Regions from separate parts of the Pan troglodytes genome. Here region 1 is linked to region 2. The links are chromatin contacts, called in public Hi-C maps. All regions are on one chromosome and are shown on one strand. The core of a region is the stretch at or near the end of the contact, and the rest is flanking DNA. Distances in the headings are between cores, read along the strand shown. Region 1 overlaps LIMK2 (LIM domain kinase 2). Region 2 overlaps MORC2 (MORC family CW-type zinc finger 2).

Region 1 (6,130 bases), core at 2,130-4,629, 270 kb after region 2:
GGGCAGGACCAAGTTTTACCTCTTATAAATTTTAACAGGTGTTAGAGCCAGGAGAGAGTTTTGAGATAATGTATAGTCTCCTTGTTTTACCTATGAAGAAACTGAGGCTCAGGGAAAAAAAACGGAGTTGTCCAGGGTCACTCAACTAGTGGTAGAGCCAGAACCAAGGTAGGACTTCTGCAGTGTTCTTTCCAGTATTCCAGGCTGCTTAAGACGTACAGGGTCTGGCACATGGTAAGCCCTTAATAAGTATTTGTGGAAATGAGTTATATATAGTTTGTGCCTCTGAGAAACTTACTGTCTAGTTAAGGTAATTAAGGCAAAAAACAAAACTGCCATGCTGATCAGTAGTGGGATTGCGCCTATGAAAAGCCACCGCACTCCAGCCTGGGCTACATAGCAAGATCCCCGTCTCTTAAAAAAAAGAAAAAAATTGATAAGACAAGCTGTTATAAGGCTTGCATATGATAACATTATAGAATTTCAAAGATGAGGGAGAATTCTCTTCATACATTTATTTCACAAATATATATTGAGTTCCTGCTATGTGCTAAACTCTTTTGGCCCCTAGGGATACAGCAAGGAACAAGATAGACCAAATCCCTTCCCTCATGTAGTGTATGTTCTGGTGGGGAGAGATAGACAGCAAGTAAATGTATGAACATCATATTCAGGGATAAATCCATTGAAGAGAAGTGAAGTAGGGTAAGGGGATAGAAGAAGTGAGTTGTCAGGGAATGTGTTTGGCATGTTTAAAGAATAGCAGGGTATCCAGGGTGGCCATCAGTTTTGGTTAGGGAATACTTCTTGAAGTGGGTAAGATTTGAGAAATCTTAAATAGGCTTAAAGAAGGTGGGGAAGATGATATCTTAGTAGGGAAGAAACTTTGGGAGTAGGAGACAAAAGTAGGCAAGTTTCAGGTCTTCATAAAGGGTAGCAAATACGTGTGGTAGAGGCAAGGATTGGGAGGTGGAAGATTCATAGGAAGTGGAAGGTACAGCTGAGAATGTGGGTGCAACCGGACTAGAGGGTTTAATGCCAGGCTGAGGATTTTGGAAGTTTCTAGTCTACAGTAGGCACCGTAGGTTTAGAGAAAGGAAGACTCATGATGTGGGCACAGGGCCACCAATCTGGAGGTGGGTATAGTGGGCCCTGAGATGAGGTCTTAGTGGTAGCAATGAAGAAGGCACCAACCAATAAAAGATGCCTCCTGACGTAGGCAGGCCAGGGTGACTTGGATGGTCCTGGATATGTGATGGAGCAGGGTAGGGTCCAAAATGACCACAAGATTTCAAAACTAAATAAAAATCCATCATGATCAAGGGGCTGTATTAGGCTTTCCACATTCATGGTGGATTTTCTGCATCTTCTGGAGGCTGAGCTGATTCCCAGAACAGGGCTGCCTTCTTGTTTGTGTAACCTTGAGCGGGGCTAATAGGGCCCACCATCACACACATCTCATTTCAATGAGAGGACCTAAAACTGTAGCAGTCTCTTACAAGTCTACCTTCTTTCTCATCCTTGATCTATTTTTATATAGTAGAAAGAATTAGACTATTTTACCTATTAATTTACATTGAATAGTAACTAGAACATGAAACCAATGCCTGGTTTCATTAAAGTGTTCCTTGAACATTCTTTCTGGGATTCTTTTTTATCATGTCTTTCTGCCTGTAATTTGTTTTGTCCAGGAAAGAAAGTCTAAAATGTAGTTAAAGACAGGCTTTGAGCCAGGTGCAGTGGCTCACGCCTGCAATCCCAGCACTTTGGGAGGTTGAGGTGGGTGGATCACAAGGTCAGGAGTTCAAAACAGTCTGGCCAAGATGGTGAAACCCCATCTCTACTAAAATACAAAAATTAGCCGGGCACGGGGGCAGGTGCCTGTAATCCCAGCTACTCGGGAGGCTGAGGCAGAGAATTGCTTGAACCTGGGAGGCAGAGGTTGCAGTGAGCCGAGGTTGCACCACCGCACTCCAGCCTGGGTGACAGAGCGAGACTCCGTCTCAGAAAAAAAAAAGACAGGCTTTGGAGACTAGACCTGTGGTCTAATCCCAGCTCAAACATTTATTAGCTGAGTATTTCAGTTTCCTCTTCCGTAAAATGAGAACAATAATAGTTCTTTAAGACTAGTCCTGATCTCATGGGATCTTTGTATTCAGTTAGCTCATACTTGCGTAGTGCTTAGGACATTGCCTGGCATAAAGTAGTTTTTTTCCTCTGTCATTGACAACTGGCAGAGAACTGCTGTATGAGAATATATCAATTGGTTAACCAGTTCTCTGATAAAGATATTTTTATAGGCCTTCCATAGATAGGAAAATGCCTACTCATTCACAGTTGAATGAACTTCTGGTTGGAAGTTGCAGTCTGGGTGGCCTGAAAGACATAAGAACCATCTGTCTCATTTGTCACTGCAGTGTATTTTGTTAATGTACTGAGCTTGCCTTGCCTGTAGCACCTGGTTTGTCCCTCTCTGACATGTTATTTCTGTGTATATCCATGTCCTTCACACCCCATGAGTACACACCAAGGGCCCCAGTAATTCCTGGCCTACTCTGTGCCTTGTACATGGGCACATAGAAAAAAGTTTGCTGAGTTTGTTTTGAAAACCTTCCCTTCAGATTTTAGAAGTTTCTGTATTCAGCTTAACCTTTTCCCCAGCCAACTTCCTAGATACACACGCAGGAAGGAAGAGAAGTTAGTCACAAATCGGTCCAACTAAGTGCCTGGCACCATGGGAGATATTTTCACATCTATTACATTATTTCTATTAATCCACTTGGTAATCCTGTAAAGCAGGTGGTATTATCCTCTTTTTAAAGATTAGGAGACAAGCTCAGAGAGGTCAAATAATTTGCCCAAGGACACAGAGGCAAACAGTGACAGATTCAGGTTTCAAACACACATATATTTACCCCTCACAAATTTTTCCAAATAAACCAAAGAAGGGAAGAAGAGAATAACAGCAAGAAGGAAACTTTCTGAGATACCTGTGTCTGTGCCTTAACCTGAAAAAGGAGAGGCCCTTGGTTTGGTGTCAGTCTCTCAGAGCTGGAAGAAATCACTTGATCCCTCCTTTTACAAAAGAACAATCTAAGGTTTAGAGAAGCTCAAAAGCTCTTTTAAAAGTCATCTAATCTTTTTTTTTCCTGAGACACTCCTTTTGGTAAAATTTGGTAAGCTACTGAGGAAGAAAACCCTTTGGGTTACAGGGAGAGTATCTAGAGGAATGTTAATCCTTACTGTTAGTCTTTTTGATAGTCACTTCATTAAAATGTGATCTTTTTCTCTTGGCTTTTCCCCAGCAGCTGCTGCCCTGCCCTTCTGCTTTCTGCTTTGTCCCAGAACAAGTGGGATTTATACACCTGACCCGCCAGTTCCCAAGGGGCCCAGGGGTTACCATACTTGTTTTATGCTGCACTGAATTGGCTGAGTTTTGTTCCTGGTTCTCATTGTCTGGTGGAACGTGAGAAGCTTCAAAGATTTTTTTAAATGAAAGGATAGGATGTTGATTTAAGCTAGGCATTAGAGTCTCATGAGCTCTCAGTGCTTGAGGATTTCTCACCATTTTGAAGCCTAAAAAGGACTCATTTGCAGAAACCAAGCTCTTAGACCAAATTTAAGGTGAACATTGTAGGGACTGCATTGGCTCTGAGCTGGGATACCAGGCCAAGCCCTTCCACTGAATAGCTGTGTGTTCTTGAGCAAGTCTCAACTTGTCTGAGGCTGCATAGGGTATTAAAAATATGACTGGCATGGTAGTCTCTGAGCATGGGTTTGAGTCCCTCCTGGACCATCTTTCAGTAGCTTTGTGATGGTTAGGCAAGTCTATTTTCCTTCTTTTTTTTTTTTTTGGCGCCTGCCCCAGTGGATTCACATTTGTTTGAGGGCCACATTGCTAATTAAGTTGGGAGAGAGAAGCATTCATAAAGTGAATGTAAAGTGAATGTATTTTATACCAAGATTGAAAAGGTCTTAAAGGTGAGAACCCCTATAATGAGACATTTGTTGCAGTGCTCACCTTACGTTGCACAGTTGCACTTATTAAAAGCAACAAATTCCAATAATAACTGAAAACACAGTTTTCTGTTTATTAAACACCTAATAAGGGTCCTTTATTGTTTGAGGGTACTGTGAACATTTACTTAAATCAAGCTCCTTTTCTGGACTCTTCTTTTTTTTATTTTATTTTTTGAGACAGAGTCTGGCTCTGTCGCCCAGACTGGAGCGCAGTGGCACGATCTCGGCTCACTGCAAGCTCTACCTCCCGGGTTCATGCCATTCTCCTGCTTCAGCCTCCCGAGTAGCTGGGACTACAGGCGCCCATCACCATGCCCGGCTAATTTTTTGTATTTTTTAGTAGAGATAGGGTTTCACCGTGTTAGCCAGGATGGCCTCGATCTCTTGACCTCGTGATCCACCCGCCTCGGCCTCCCAAAGTGCTGGGATTACAGGCGTGAGCCACCGCGCCCGGCCCTTTTCTGGACTCTTAACAATCAGTAGCCACTGTTGATAAGTCTGCAAATATGAGAGGTAAACACTATAGAGGGAGAGAATGAACAGCCTGGTACAATGAGATATTTTCTTAAGAAAGAACTTCCCAGGCTGACTGGACTTTGGATTGATCCTCCACTAGGCTTCACAGAAATCCCTAAGACTTTGCATTACAGTATTACATTTCTTTTACATTTCCTAGAATAAAGGTGGTAAGAGAATAGATCAATGAATTTTTAAGACTGTAAGAGAGCTAAAGAAGTCAAGAGTGTTCTCTTGAAGAGGGTCTGGGCGTAGGAGGCTGTGTGCTTTGGGTGAATATCTTTGCTCAGGTACTTCCTAACAGAAAAGCAGTGTGAATGCATAACAGGTAAACTGAGGCCAGGTTTATCCACATGAGACTACTCATAGGTAATCTGGGAGCCAGAACAGTTATTCCAGTGGAATCATCTGTGCTGACCTTTGGAACTTATCTTTGGAAATTGCTTTTATAGCTGGCAGTTGGATCCAAATTTTCAGTTGGGTTCACCACACAAAGGAATGTCTGTTTTGCACCAGGCCCAAGGTTAGGCCCTGGAGATAAGAACATAATAAAGATACAATTCTTACACCTTAGTTCTCTGAATGGGGTATGGGGGAGGAGAGTGGAGAGAGAGGGACTGAAGGAGAGAGAAACATATGCAGTGAACTGTAATTAAATAACAAATTATGTAAAATAGGTATAGACAAAATGAAACAAACACTGCCTGATTTTAGGGAACTTTAAAGAAAGGATAGAAATTTGATTAAGGGGCCGGGAGCAGTGGCTCACGCCTGTAATCCCAGCACTTTGGGAGGCCGAGGTGGGCAGACCACCTGAGGTTGGGAGTTTGAGACCAGCCTGACCAACATGGAGAAACTCCGTCTCTACTAAAAATACAAAATTAGCCGGGCGTGGTGGCGCATGCCCATAATCCCAGCTATACTCGGGAGGCTGAGGCAGGAGAATCACTTGAACTCGGGAGGCGGAGGTTGTGGTGAGCCGAGATTGTGCCATTGCACTCCAGCCTGGGCAACAAAAGCAAAACTCTGTTTCAAAAAAAAAAAATTTTTTTTTGATTAAGGGAAAAGATAGAGAAGCTTATACATAGAGAATAACTGGAGGTGTGAATGTCAGGATGCAAGTACATGAATAAAAGTGGCAGGAATAGAAAATAGGTCAAAATGTAACTAGAGCATTCTTTTGTAAGGAATGGTGAGAGAGAAGGGTCCTTTGGGACCACATTGTAAGGACCATTTGCTCTTTCAGTAATTGTTTATTGAAGGATTGTAGCAGACCAGGGGCCAGACATGGTTTGCTAGCCCTTTGGAGGTAGCAAAAGCCAACTTTAATGATGTGTGAGAAGTTTTTGTTCCTGCCCCAGGGCCTTCGCACATGTCCCCCCTCTCCAGTGTTAGCCTTCCTTCACCCCTTTTTTGCCCCGTTAATTTGTATTCATCCTTTAGAGCTCAGCTTGGAAATTACTTCCTCAAGGAATACTTTGCCCGCCCGCCCTTTTCCTAGTTATGAACTTGATATCTTCGTACCACTTGCCCCAATTATAAATAAATAATAATAATTATTATTATTTTTTGAGACAGAGTCTCGCTCTGTCGC
Region 2 (6,212 bases), core at 1,468-3,967:
CTCTTCATTCTTCCCAATTCCAGAGACCCCACTCCCCAACTGCCACAGCAGAACCTATGAGTCATCCATGACTCCCCCGCTTCGCTTTCGCCTTCTACTAATCAATCAATCACCAAATCTGTGGGTCCCACATCCTAAAGAGATGGAAACTCCATGTATTTCTCTCACCTCCCTTGGGCGAGTACCGCCAAGCTACAGAGCCTGGGCCTCTCAACTGGAACACTCCAACACTCACCCTAACCTTTCCAACCCAATCACCACACAATCGCTACATGGACCTTCTTAAAAGAATCTGATACTGGCACATCCTTGCTTAATAAAGCCCCACACATTCATCAAGGCCCCGAGGTCAAGCCTAACCTGGCCCTCTCTGATCTCCAAAGGCCACCACCTTTCTCCAGGTGGCCCTGCAGCCAAGTCCCCTCCCACAGCCCTCAGGGCCTTAAGCAGGCTGCTTCTACTGACTTCTATACCCTCCTGTCACCATCCTCAGTCCTGTATCAGGAAACATTCCTGAAAACCCCAACCAAGGCTATATTTTCCTATCCTACTTCTCCTAGAAGCCTGCTCTTTCCAGCTGCCACGCTTCTCTCACTCAAGTATGCAGAATGAACTCACATACCACACCAAAAAGGCAAACAAACCCACTGGCTTGCTATGTAACGATGGAAGGCCTACCATTCCCTACCTGAACAAGTTTGCTATGATTAAGGCTCAGATCTAAACAGAACCAGAACAAATTTAATCACAGCTAATCAACACAGATGAATTAAATTGTAAGTCTGAATTCAATTACCTGCTTCTATGGAAGTTGCGGATTTCTTTCCACAGAACCTCTTAGCCCCCCTTCTTTCAAGCCCTGGCCTCCATGTCTTACATAGGAAAGGAGATAAGAGTCCAGTCTGAGGCTGGGTAGTCCACAGAGCTGCCCTGATCTCCCACAATGAGGGGGCATAGACCTCACCAGAAACAGCTCCACAGACATCTGAGCCACAAGGAGAATCGGCCAAATGTGTGTTTAGCTTACACAGTCAATTACTAAAATGATTTAAACTCAGAATATTCTGGATTCATTAGTCCTTCCTTCCAGCATAGCAGTAATCACTGGGGCTGTGTAGCAGCCACTCCCAAGATGAGACCCACAGCATCAGCTCTATTTTCCTGTTTTCCATACACTCACCTGCTTTACTACCTGCCCAGGCTCTCTCTAGGTATCTGAGTCATAGTTTCTGACATAGAGTAACACATTTCTTCAAAAGGAAAATGAGCTCATAGCACATTCCACAAAATCACCACCAAATAGGAAACACCATGATCAGGGAAGCCCAAAATACTCCCCCCAATAAAACAATGTTCCATGGTAACACTCCCCCCAAAATGGAATTCAAGTGGCAGATCTAGAGGAGCTGCAAATCCAACTCTTAATTCCTGCCACTTGACAGTCTCATTCTCGGAAACAGTTGTTCTCTGAAGTGCTCTGAGATTTTGCTTCCTCTCACATTAAAGTTATCTACCTTAACCCCTCAACCAATTCATCCAGCCAGCTAACTGCGTAACAATTAGGGGGAATGTGCTCCAATCCTGCAACCCCAAAGAGTCTAGCATTGCAAATAACCTACGAAAACCGCCTGGGCAGACTCAGGAAATGAGGACTGGTGATGCAGACCACGAGGATGGGACCTACTTCATCAATGCCTTCTTCCTCATGAAACGTGCGAGACAGGAAGAGGCAGGTCATGGTGTCTTCCTTCTTGGTGAACAGGATAAAATCCTTCCCAATGCGCATTGAGCCCCTGAAAAGGAAACGGAAATGGGTGTTATTCTCCCAGGAGTCAAAAGCTCATCTGCGAAAGAAATCAATCCACTCTGGACATGATTGAAAGTGCCGCTGGAGGGCTCTCCTAAAGGCCCCCCCAGGTCCCAGGACTGTGTGCTGAGTTCCACAACCCTTGTTCCCTCTCCATCCCCCAACACTCCTTCCTCTGCTTTTCCACAGGCCTGTAACTCCTTAGTCTTTACTTACAACGTTCTCAACCACACCATACAGGGTTCTCTCACCACCCTTCTAGGGGGGGCTCATGGCAGACCACCAGCCCCAGGTTAGTCTCACTCCCCCCACAACGCTGAAGAGTAACCCTGCTGTCTTTGAGCTCTTGGTTCATCCCAGCCGCATGAGAGGTGCTGTGCCCTCTGACTGTACCACCATCAGACTTTAGTAGCTGGTACCCTCAACACGTCATCTTCCATGCTGACCACCCCCAGTTCCCACCGTGTCCTTCCTCAGCTGACACAAACTCCCCTCCATTGATGAAACGGCAGCAGCACTGTTAAGTGAAAAGCCCAGTGCCTATACTCACAAGCCCGAAAAAACATCAGTATGAACCCAAGGCGCAGTAATACAGAGGGGCTAATAAAATATAATTCTTGACCACAGGATTCAAGGATGCCTGTAATTAGCTCATGTCCAATAACTGCAGCCATCTCCTGTCCCAGAAGTGTTTTGCCACCTCAAGCTCATTATGACACAGGCAGCTCCCTGCTTTTGGATGCAACTGGTTTCTGGGAACTGTGCCTTGAGGCTGATTTCCAAAAGGCAAAAGTCTGAATGGATTCAACTGCTTCCTTCCTCTGTTTGGCCACGTTAAGCCGGCTAAGAAGCAGGCAGGGACAGGCCTTTCCAGGCAACGCAGGGCAGGGCAGGGCAGGGCAGACGTGTGAAGCACCAGCAGGGGGACCGCCCTCTGAACAATGGGGCTGTTCAGCTCCTTTCTTCCAGCAGCTTCTGGAGCTTTATAGCTATTATCTCATTAGTCTTTATAACACCCCAGGGAGATGATGGAGATGGAAAGCCTCATTACTCTCTTCTGTGTACCAATACAAACCAGACTGGCATGCCAAGCACACAAATGAATGTCATGCCCCATTTCCCCAAACACTCAGGAAAACTCCCAGGACACTACTCAAAGATACCCTGGGGGCTGCCAAGTCCTCGTTCTCCTCCTCCAGTACCCAAAGTGCTGGCAATGCTCCTTGCCCTGACAATTTCACACACCACCTCCTCCTCCTTCCCTAAAGCGTATGGGGAGCAAGTAAGGCACGTTATCTTGCCTTCTGTCAAAGCATGCCCTTGCCCTAACTTGGCAAAAACACTCACTTTGTGCCTCTATCTTCCTTCTGTCTTTGATTCTGACTTTAGCCTTTGAATAGCAAAAGCCCCAAATATCACTTCTCTACTGGCTTCCTTGCTTCTCAGCCCTATTCTCCCCACAAATCACTTTCTCCTGAAACTTATTCAACTTCTGAATTGGTTTCAAGATGATTTTACTGTCTACTCTGAACACTAGATGGCTCCATCTCAATGGGACCTTCACAAAAGTCTTCCACTGAAATACGCTAATAACACTCTCAACTTCTATACGCTTTCCTTCCCAGTCTGCTAACCACTTTCAGAGTCACATTTCATTTGCTTCTGAACCTCACTCTACAAATGTCAGAGATTAGAACCCCATTTTCTAGAGTAAGAAACAGACATTCAGGGAGGTGAAATGGCTTGCCTGAGGTCATTAAGAAACAGACATTCAGAGAGATGAAATGGCTTGCCTGAGGCCATAGAACTGACAGAACCAGGTAGGAGGAGGCTGATCTACAATCTAGATGAAAAGTCAGGGCTTCCCCTGATTCTAGGAGACTTCAGGTTTGGGGGATTTAGATAACCTGCATCAGAATCATATGATTACAGGTGATTCATTTCATCTGTGAAAAACACATTCCTAGCCCCTACCCAGATCCACTGAATCAGGCCAGCAATCTGCCATGGAAACATCAAAGGAGGAGAAATAAAGGCAGAAACCAGGCTCTCACAGCAATGATAGCATGTAATTCTTAACCTACTTGGTATGCATTATCATCTCAATTTACAAAGGAGGAAGCTGAGGCTTAGAGACGTAGTAGCGGAAGTGAGATTTGAACCTTAGCTTGTCATTTAAGTGAAATGCACAGCAGCTCCATTTTGCAGTCAGAAAGACCTGGTTCCTACCCTAGCGCTCTACACATAGGCATTTTTAATGCCTTTGGGAAAGTAACTTCACCCTTATAAACCTCAATTTCTTCATCTGAAAATAATAGTACCTACAACCTCACAGGGCTATCATGAGGATTAAATGAGATCGTTCGTGTGCCTGGCACATGGTAAGTGTCTGTTATTACCATTTGGTTCCTGCCCTGAAAGACAAATCACAAAGTCCGGATACCAGGTCCTGATTTCTTCAGAAGTACTCTCTTTCTTCTCCATACACCCAAAGCACAACTGCACACAAGGCCCAACTGATGCTGCTGACTGATCAAACCACCACCCTCCCTCAAACAAAACAACACGTTTCCACGACAAGACTGGAAACGTGACTCACAATTCCATTTGCACAAACTCCAATTCCACTAAATCTTATTCCATCCAAAGGTATGTACAGCTGGAAGTGAGCATTTCAGAAATAGAAACCTTTCTCTTGGGGCTTCACTCAAAACCAGAACAACACATTCCAAACACTAACCAACTGGGAACTAAGGCTAAGAAAAAGTCCCATGGGATTTGAAGACATTAGGTAGGTCCCTGCTATAAGGGCCTTGCAGTACATTCAGCATCCTCTGGGACGGAGGGCTCACATCTCTCTTCCTTACCCTGGATCCCCAGTGCCTGGCACAAAGCATGACATGCAGCAGGTGCTCAGGGAACACTGCTGCACAGTAAGGCGACCCCTTCATCATCTCAGGTACATCCCAACACCACAAGAGAATCACTCACATCCTTGACTACAGGGTAAAAATAAAAATTTTCAACAGGAGAGGTGCAGTTCTAGAGCACTGTGCCAAGAGAAACGTACAGCCTCTCCTGCCCTGTTTTTGGATGTTCATACTTTTCAATCTGTGGAGTAAACTCAGCTGGGAACAGCTGGTAAGCTACTCCAAAAACCACCACTTTCTGACTTCTTCCAGTTCCAGAATTATAGTCAATAGAGGGACAAGGAGAAGGAAAGTTTTCATCCAAGAGGAGCAGGACAGCATTGCTGGATTTTGTTTGAGCCCTGTGACAAGCTTCTAATATACCTACGATTTTAACCCATTCCCGTACTGCCCAATCTGAGTAGACTCAGGTGTTCGCTTGGCCGACTTCCCAAACTGGATCACACTGGCAGCATCACCTGAAAGGGCAGACACAAGAGAAAGTGAAAAGTTTGCATTTCTTTCCCAGGGTCCTCAAAGTCAAAGGTCTGAGCCTTGTTAAATCCAAGCAGGGGTATGTATCTGCTGAAAACCTCTCTCCAAGGAAATTCACCACCATGAAGCACATGGAGGCACAGCTTTGCCTGGCCTGTTGGTACCTCTATCACTGTGACCTATGTTCTATTCCCAGAATGTGGTAAGACAGCTAGCAGAGGCATCTGTAGGTCCAGCTCGAGAATGTTGTGCAAGCTGATAAATACAACGCCAAGAGACAGGTAATCTGATTGACTTAAGATTGCCTTTCAGATCCTATCTCCCATGTTAGGACAAGACCTGGCAAATACATTAGTAGAATTAAGCCTGAGATGTTGCAACAGACTTCTTACTCCCCAGGTGGATCTTCTAGACATAACATTGGAGGCAACAGAAAAACAAGTTCACACAATAAGTATTTTGTAAAAATGGTTACATCGCACCCCCCCACCCCCTACCCCACAAAACAATAATCTCATCACTTACTTGAATCCATTCCTGCTCCATCATCCAAAAAGCAAAGCATAAATCCTCCTCGAAGGTCCTCTCGTCTTTCTGTAAAAGAAGCAGCTGCTATTACTGGGCCGTTACCCACCAGAGGGTAGCAACATGCCTATGATCAGAAGGCAGATCAATGTGAAGCTTGGTCCAAAAAGGTCAGGTCAAGCCTAAACTTTCTACGCTGGTGTGAATTAAACTTCAGGGTCCTTGAGGTTGCAAATTCCCATCCAAGGTTCTCCAATGTTTTCTAGATCATGACAAAGCTTGGGAGAACCTTTGAAGGCAGGAATATCTGGTCCAGCATCTAATCATACCCACTACCACTGAATATGCACATACCTCACACATATCTCAATCATCCTATCCTTCTGCTCGCTCCACCTGGATTACTATCACTTCTGCCCTATGCCATAGACCCCAAGCACTAAAGTACTCCAACTACCACACACTGTACTTTATCA

The links. A called contact is a pair of places that touch in the nucleus more often than the background predicts.
Region 1: a Hi-C map of stem cell-derived neural progenitor cells shows a contact between it and region 2, with 2.3 times the contacts expected there. The contact joins two enhancer-like sites. A contact is called at or near these places in 1 of 7 Hi-C or Micro-C datasets (stem cell-derived neural progenitor cells) and 1 of 1 datasets of contacts at active chromatin or transcription factors (stem cell-derived excitatory neurons).

Annotation. Positions count from the first base shown.
Region 1 is chr23:33,334,297-33,340,426 of NHGRI_mPanTro3-v2.0_pri, forward strand. All of the region lies in intron 1 of LIMK2 (LIM domain kinase 2), which reads left to right. Among named protein-coding and RNA genes, the nearest start is that of LIMK2, 6.3 kb to the left of the region's middle. Within about 2 kb of position 3,380, at least 2 of the 24 cell types and tissues checked have an H3K27ac peak or open chromatin away from gene starts, as enhancers often do. A contact at or near this core is called in stem cell-derived neural progenitor cells, where this site is marked.
Region 2 is chr23:33,065,269-33,071,480 of NHGRI_mPanTro3-v2.0_pri, forward strand. MORC2 (MORC family CW-type zinc finger 2) reads right to left here. Exons shown (of 26, transcript XM_016938972.4): 4 at 5,737-5,805; 5 at 5,105-5,195; 6 at 1,685-1,793. Among named protein-coding and RNA genes, the nearest start is that of TUG1, 22 kb to the right of the region's middle. Within about 2 kb of position 2,718, at least 8 of the 24 cell types and tissues checked have an H3K27ac peak or open chromatin away from gene starts, as enhancers often do. A contact at or near this core is called in stem cell-derived neural progenitor cells, where this site is marked.